2 separate regions of the Mus musculus genome follow, and region 2 is linked to region 1. Evidence: chromatin contacts called from public Hi-C data. All regions are on one chromosome and are shown on one strand. The core of a region is the stretch at or near the end of the contact, and the rest is flanking DNA. Distances in the headings are between cores, read along the strand shown. Region 1 overlaps Abca1 (ATP-binding cassette, sub-family A (ABC1), member 1). Region 2 overlaps Gm12496 (a long non-coding RNA gene).

What was found. A called contact is a pair of places that touch in the nucleus more often than the background predicts.
Region 2: a Hi-C map of bone marrow-derived macrophages shows a contact between it and region 1, with 34 read pairs. The contact joins two enhancer-like sites. A contact is called at or near these places in 1 of 15 datasets of contacts at CTCF or cohesin (large pre-B cells), 22 of 484 Hi-C or Micro-C datasets (the AML12 cell line, the G1E-ER4 cell line, the HPC-7 cell line and 12 more), 12 of 115 datasets of contacts at active chromatin or transcription factors (bone marrow-derived macrophages, embryonic stem cells, hepatocytes and 5 more) and 2 of 9 other capture datasets (bone marrow-derived macrophages and embryonic stem cells).

Annotation. Positions count from the first base shown.
Region 1 is chr4:53,132,341-53,135,063 of GRCm38.p6, forward strand. Abca1 (ATP-binding cassette, sub-family A (ABC1), member 1) reads right to left here. Exons shown (of 50, transcript NM_013454.3): 3 at 582-675. Among named protein-coding and RNA genes, the nearest start is that of Abca1, 26 kb to the right of the region's middle. Within about 2 kb of position 1,366, at least 14 of the 459 cell types and tissues checked have an H3K27ac peak or open chromatin away from gene starts, as enhancers often do. A contact at or near this core is called in bone marrow-derived macrophages and microglia, where this site is marked.
Region 2 is chr4:53,352,286-53,355,235 of GRCm38.p6, forward strand. All of the region lies in intron 2 of Gm12496 (a long non-coding RNA gene), which reads right to left. Among named protein-coding and RNA genes, the nearest start is that of Gm52737, 26 kb to the left of the region's middle. Within about 2 kb of position 1,621, at least 55 of the 459 cell types and tissues checked have an H3K27ac peak or open chromatin away from gene starts, as enhancers often do. A contact at or near this core is called in bone marrow-derived macrophages and microglia, where this site is marked.

The DNA of each region.
Region 1 (2,723 bases), core at 116-2,615:
TAGCTCAGTGGTTAAGCCCACAAAGTACTCTTGCAGAGGACCTGAGGTGGGTTCCCAGAACTCATATCAGATAGCTCACAATTACCTGTAACTCCATCTCCAGGGGTTCTAACACCTCTGGTCTTCTCAGGCACCTACTCATGTGCATATACCCCCACACAGACATATATGCATACTTGATTTAGAAAGTATGGGTTCCAATACATGGTCCATGATTTTTAACCATGAGATTAAAAGACAATGCAAGCAAAAGGACAACACCAGGGAACTGGACACTGGCATTTGAAACACTACTGTAGGGTGATTTGTAGCCGTCACTTTCTGACTCTAAGGCTATTTTATTATCATGATTAAAAAACCGTTAAGATTATTATCATTACTATCATCATTATTTAACTGGGACTACAAATATCTCAAGTTCATGCCCTAACCAAAAAAATAGTAAAGGCCAGATTTTCTGTTCAAGCTATTTGTGGCATTCTCCTGAAGACAGCAACTTTGTAAAGATTCAGTTGAGAGCATCTTCACTCTGGATTTTGCTAGCCATCACTGAGACTCAGGCGTGGTCCACAGATACTCACACTCATGTTGTTCGTAGGGTGGGTAGCTCAGGCGTACAGAGATCAGGATCAGGAAGATAAAGAGAGGCCAGGCCACTTCCAGTAACAGCTGACACTGAACAGAAAATAAAACACAAGATCGTGAATTTTAAATGATAACATGGTAGCCAGCTACTACTGGACTGAGAAACCCACAGAGCAATTCAGCAATTGACTGACTTCTGGCACTTCTGACTCCCTTCACTCTCCAAACTTGAAGTGCATTGAATTGTGGGTGGTATCCTGTAACATCCCATTCCACACCTGTGTCTTTAAGGCTCCCTTCTACCCAGGTTTCAAGACTCAGCCATGCTTCTTTCTGCCTGAGCTAGGAAGTCCTCCTGTGCTCACATTCCCACAAACCTAAACAGTTCCTCTCTCACATCTCCCCCAAGCCCGAGATGATCTGCTTCAGTCACTGGCTCCCACATAGCACTCTTAATTAACATCTATCTCAACAGGGACACATTTCATTGTAGAGTACAGTCTTATTAATTGCGATCTGTCATGGTCTCTTGGTATTCCCCCTTCTATGACGAGATCAGAAGTAAACTCTCTCTGGGTAACTGGTACTTTAGAGTATTAGGGGCATTTGGGCTTTTTGTTTTGTTTTGTTTTGTTTTTTGTTTGTTTTTTTAACCATGTTTGTTTTTCCTAGTTTAAATAAGGAACTTTGAATTTTCTAAGAACTTTGGTATGACTTTACATCAAGCTCATTTTGGGATCTTCAGGGAGGAACTGAAACAAGATAGTAGCTATGCATGTTCCAGAACAAAAACATGAAGTTTTTATACTTCCTTCGGTTCGTGAACCCCTACTACCACAAACTATAAAGAGTAGTTTATACAAAGAGCACATTAAAAGAGAAAATGGCAAGGACCAGGGAAGAAAAGACGAATCTTACTAAAGATGTCTGTAAATAATCCCAAAGAAGGAACAAAACCTCTACGTTTGCAAACAACACTCAGCCTCTTCTCTTTTCCTTCATAGAAAATAGATTTACTACTCCTTTGGGAGAGGGTGATGGGCACGGATTGCAAACCATGACACCATACAATTTTTATTGTCCCTTACACCTCTGTAAACTGCTCAGGGGCAGGAGTCGGGGATGACTTTCTACCAGAGAACACAGCCTGGATTTCCTGAACACTGAAAATAACTTCTCTACCAGTAAGGCTGGAGCCCTTCCTCTGAGATCCAGGTATGCTGTGCCTTTATCAGCCTGTGGCACAAGAGCTGTGTTTACATATGAGGCTCTCCCTTCTGTTACTGTGTTCTCAGCAAATCCGCAACATGGTTAAGGGCTAAGCATGACACGGTAAGCATATATTGGGTAAGAGAGTGAACTGAAGCTTTCAAAATCAGAAAGACAGAAACAAAAATCGGCTGACCCCTCTGGGAAAGAAGTTTGGCAATATGCATTCAAAAGGCACATTTACCCCTTTGAACAACTGTCATCCTCCTGAGAATTCATCCGAAGGAGCAAACTAAATAAGAAAACAACTCAATCCCCAAAAGCCGTATACATGATTTGAAGTGCTATAACTGTAAAGTGTTGTAAACAAATAACTCAATCACACAACAAAGGAAAAATGGTTACATAAGCATACATCTAATGGGCAATAATAGATTACTTGGTTATTACAGCAACATTTATGAAACCCAGCTTTCACTATCCAAGAACACAGGACACAGAACCCAATACATTCTAAGCCTGCATCTTTATAAAACCACTCGCACACATTGCTAAGCAAACATAGAAATAAAGCTTTCTATAATGACATGGCTGTGATGAATTACAGAATAATGAAGCCTGAAAAGTATAAAACTGAACAGAGAATATACAGGAAGTCATTCATCTTGACACTCCGAAGCCACTATTTCAACTAACAGGATAAATCGGAGCTACCATTTAGGGAGAGCTCCATATGTACTGGGCTCATTTTACACAGTTGACTTCCATTAATCCTCAGAACATCATTGTGGGCATGGAACCATTATTCTTCCCATTTTATACTGAAAAGTCTACTGCTTAAGGAACGGCCAGCCACAGCACTAGTCAGAGCAGAGCCAAGACCGGCAGCCAGCTGTACTTGATTCCAGAGGTCACATGAAATTCTATTT
Region 2 (2,950 bases), core at 371-2,870, 220 kb after region 1:
AAGAGACCTCAAGATCTAATAATGCTGGGTATTGTGTGCACATAATAGACTATTAGTCTAGCAGAAAATAAGCTATGAGAATTTGAAAGCGAGAGATAAAAATATTGAAAGCAACCAGAGAGATGTTGAGTGACTTGCCAAGTTGAAACAGCTAGTGAATCACAGAGTTGGTGTTTGAATGCAGATATCCTGATTCTAAAGTTTCTTGTCTCTACATAACATTATGTTTCTATAACATACAAGTGCACACCAGAAAGTACAACATGCTGCCACATGTTTTCAAAGAAAGAAAAATGTGTCTTTGCTCACATATCCATATAGAACTAGAAAGACACATAAGAAAATAGATAATCAATCAATTTTGGAGAACCTGGGACAGGCAAAATATGAATGGGAGTTGTGTGCATTTTTGTAAATAGCAATATATATTTTATACATATACATATATATGTAAAACCTATTGGGGGATGACTTTGTGTGCTGTGTATTCTTATGCTGATTTCTATGCCCAGATATCTGATTGCATTCCAGATGTTGACATAGTCAAACATCTCCAGTCTCAATGTTATGTAAAAAGTGTCTTGCATCACCTCTAAGAGCTGAGCAGAAGAAGAGAATAAGGCAAGACTTCCAATCCCAGTGAGGAACTTCCAAGAGAAAAGGACTACAAGGACTAGAACAAAGTGTGGAGGATTGGCCATGATGTCTCCGTGAGAGAGCAGCCATAAGGACACATGTGGACCGGAGCAAGCCAGCGCAAGATCAGATGGCAAGGAATGGGGTATGTGTCTGGGAGTAGGCAGGCAGCCTAGGCAGATTAGAATAGCTCAGAACTTGCCCAGCTTGCAGCTTGTTAATAAAAAATACCAGGTCTCTGTGTCGTTTATTTGGAAGCTGAAATGGGCTAGAATGGATGCAGAAATAATCCTGTCAAATAATGCTGTAAAACATTAGTTTTACATCAACTGGACCTCAAAATGAACTAAATGCAAATACACAAAGTAAATGCCCTTTCTAGGCAAGCATTCCCTGGGTACCCTGAACAGACCTATCCTCTTTGATGTATACATATTAGCCGTGACTAATTTTTTTTTCTCATACATCACAAACTCCCCAACTCACCTAGACACCAGCTAACCTGTGAGCTCTTCAAAGGTGAGGTTCTGTTTCTTTCATTCTTGTCCACCCAGCATATCACGTAGAGCCTGGCATGTGGCAAGCATCCAGTGCATGGAAAATAGCAGTCAGGGGAAGTGAGATCATCCAGCCAAGTGTATGGTCTCAGCACTCTGGAAAGAGGAATTGACTGGAACCCCCATAGAACCCTGGGAGTATAAAGAGGAAGTGAGAAGGAAGAAAATACAGTAAGAGTTGCAGAAAAGATGCACCTGACCCAGTGAGGACAAAGGGGTGAAACGGGATCTGTGGGTCAGTGTTGATCAGGACAAATGTGAAAGGCAAACTGAAGAAATAGCAAAAATTGAACTCGAAGCTAAGACCTTAAAAGGCAGGGCTCAGCACTGCAGATTCAGGCCTAGAGCCCAGTGACAAGACAGCAGAGGGCACAGGAAAGACCTGCACTGGAAGAGACCCTTGTTTGCAATGAGCCACTCCCACGTTTGATGTGTTGCTTTCTGTTCTTTTGTCCTCTTTGTCTGCAGTCACACAGAGGCTGTAGACAGATCCACTCTAGGTTCAGGTTATATTTTTTTCCCCAGCAAAATTAATTCCAGATTCTCTGAGCAGTGAGTCTGACCCAGTAGCCAGACCATCCCCACCCTCAACAAGGCTAGGACTCTCTTTGAGAGTGAGTAGCTTTGCATACCCTTATTGTGATTCATGAGATTATATTCCCTTGTTTACTTGGGTTGATCACCAAAGCTGCACAATAGACTTTATTTTAAAGGTTAGCACTAGCCTAGGTAAATATGAAGCAAAACAAGTCAGGGGTTTGCCTCAAAATATCGTAAAGGAAAGACATTTTGGCATGTATTAATGAGTCAGATGGGTTCTGTACTGTTCATTTTTAAAGCTAGGTGTGGAGTGCACACAGCGGGTTTATCATCTTCTCTGCGTTTTTTTCTGCACATGCTTAAAATCTGCTATAATAAAATGTTAATAAAAACAGCATGTTCTGTTTTAAGTGCTGACCTAGAATTTTAGGTAGCCAAGGATCAGATCTTAATGGGCTTACATTTATCTATGAAGAGGCTTTTTAGCTTTTTCCCATCATCAGCTTGATAAGATGAATTATTCTGGGGCACCATAACCTCTTTTTAATTGGTCTCTCTGAATAATAGGATTGCTGTCTATCTTTCCTTTCATATTCCTTTCCAAATTTTCAGACTTTTTTCACATGAGTGACTATTTTCTTTAACATTAGGAAAACCAACAAATCTGTTATCAGTAAATAAGTATTACTAAGAAATATTTATTATCCATATGGACTCACTGAGCTTTCATCTACACGATGGATTTATCTCATATTTAATGTGAAAAATGATTTGAAATTTTACAGATGGCAAGAAGGTATGTATTTCTGTCCCCTAATGAATAACAAAATAACGGGTAAAACTTGGAAGTTTGGGAGGTCTGAGGAGCAGTCATCCGGAATGGAATGTACTTCGAGTTAAAGAGACTTCTTCCTAAGAGATGGGACAGCTGAATAAAAACATTAAAAACCTGAATAGATGCAAGGATGTGTTTGCGGAGGGAAATGTTTATGCCATTACCTCAGTCCTGAATGTCACTAGCAAATACTGCAAAGTAATGAAGGAGGCCATTAAAGTAGGGACGGAAAACCATCCTCCAATGTTTCAGGAGACACTCTGACATCTTAATTATATTCTGCCACCTAGTGACTGAGGAAGATGAACGTACTTGCTTAGCCAGGCTCCAAGTGCACACACAGGGCAGTCCTGCACCTCTTGGTTTCAAGAGTCCTGGCCTG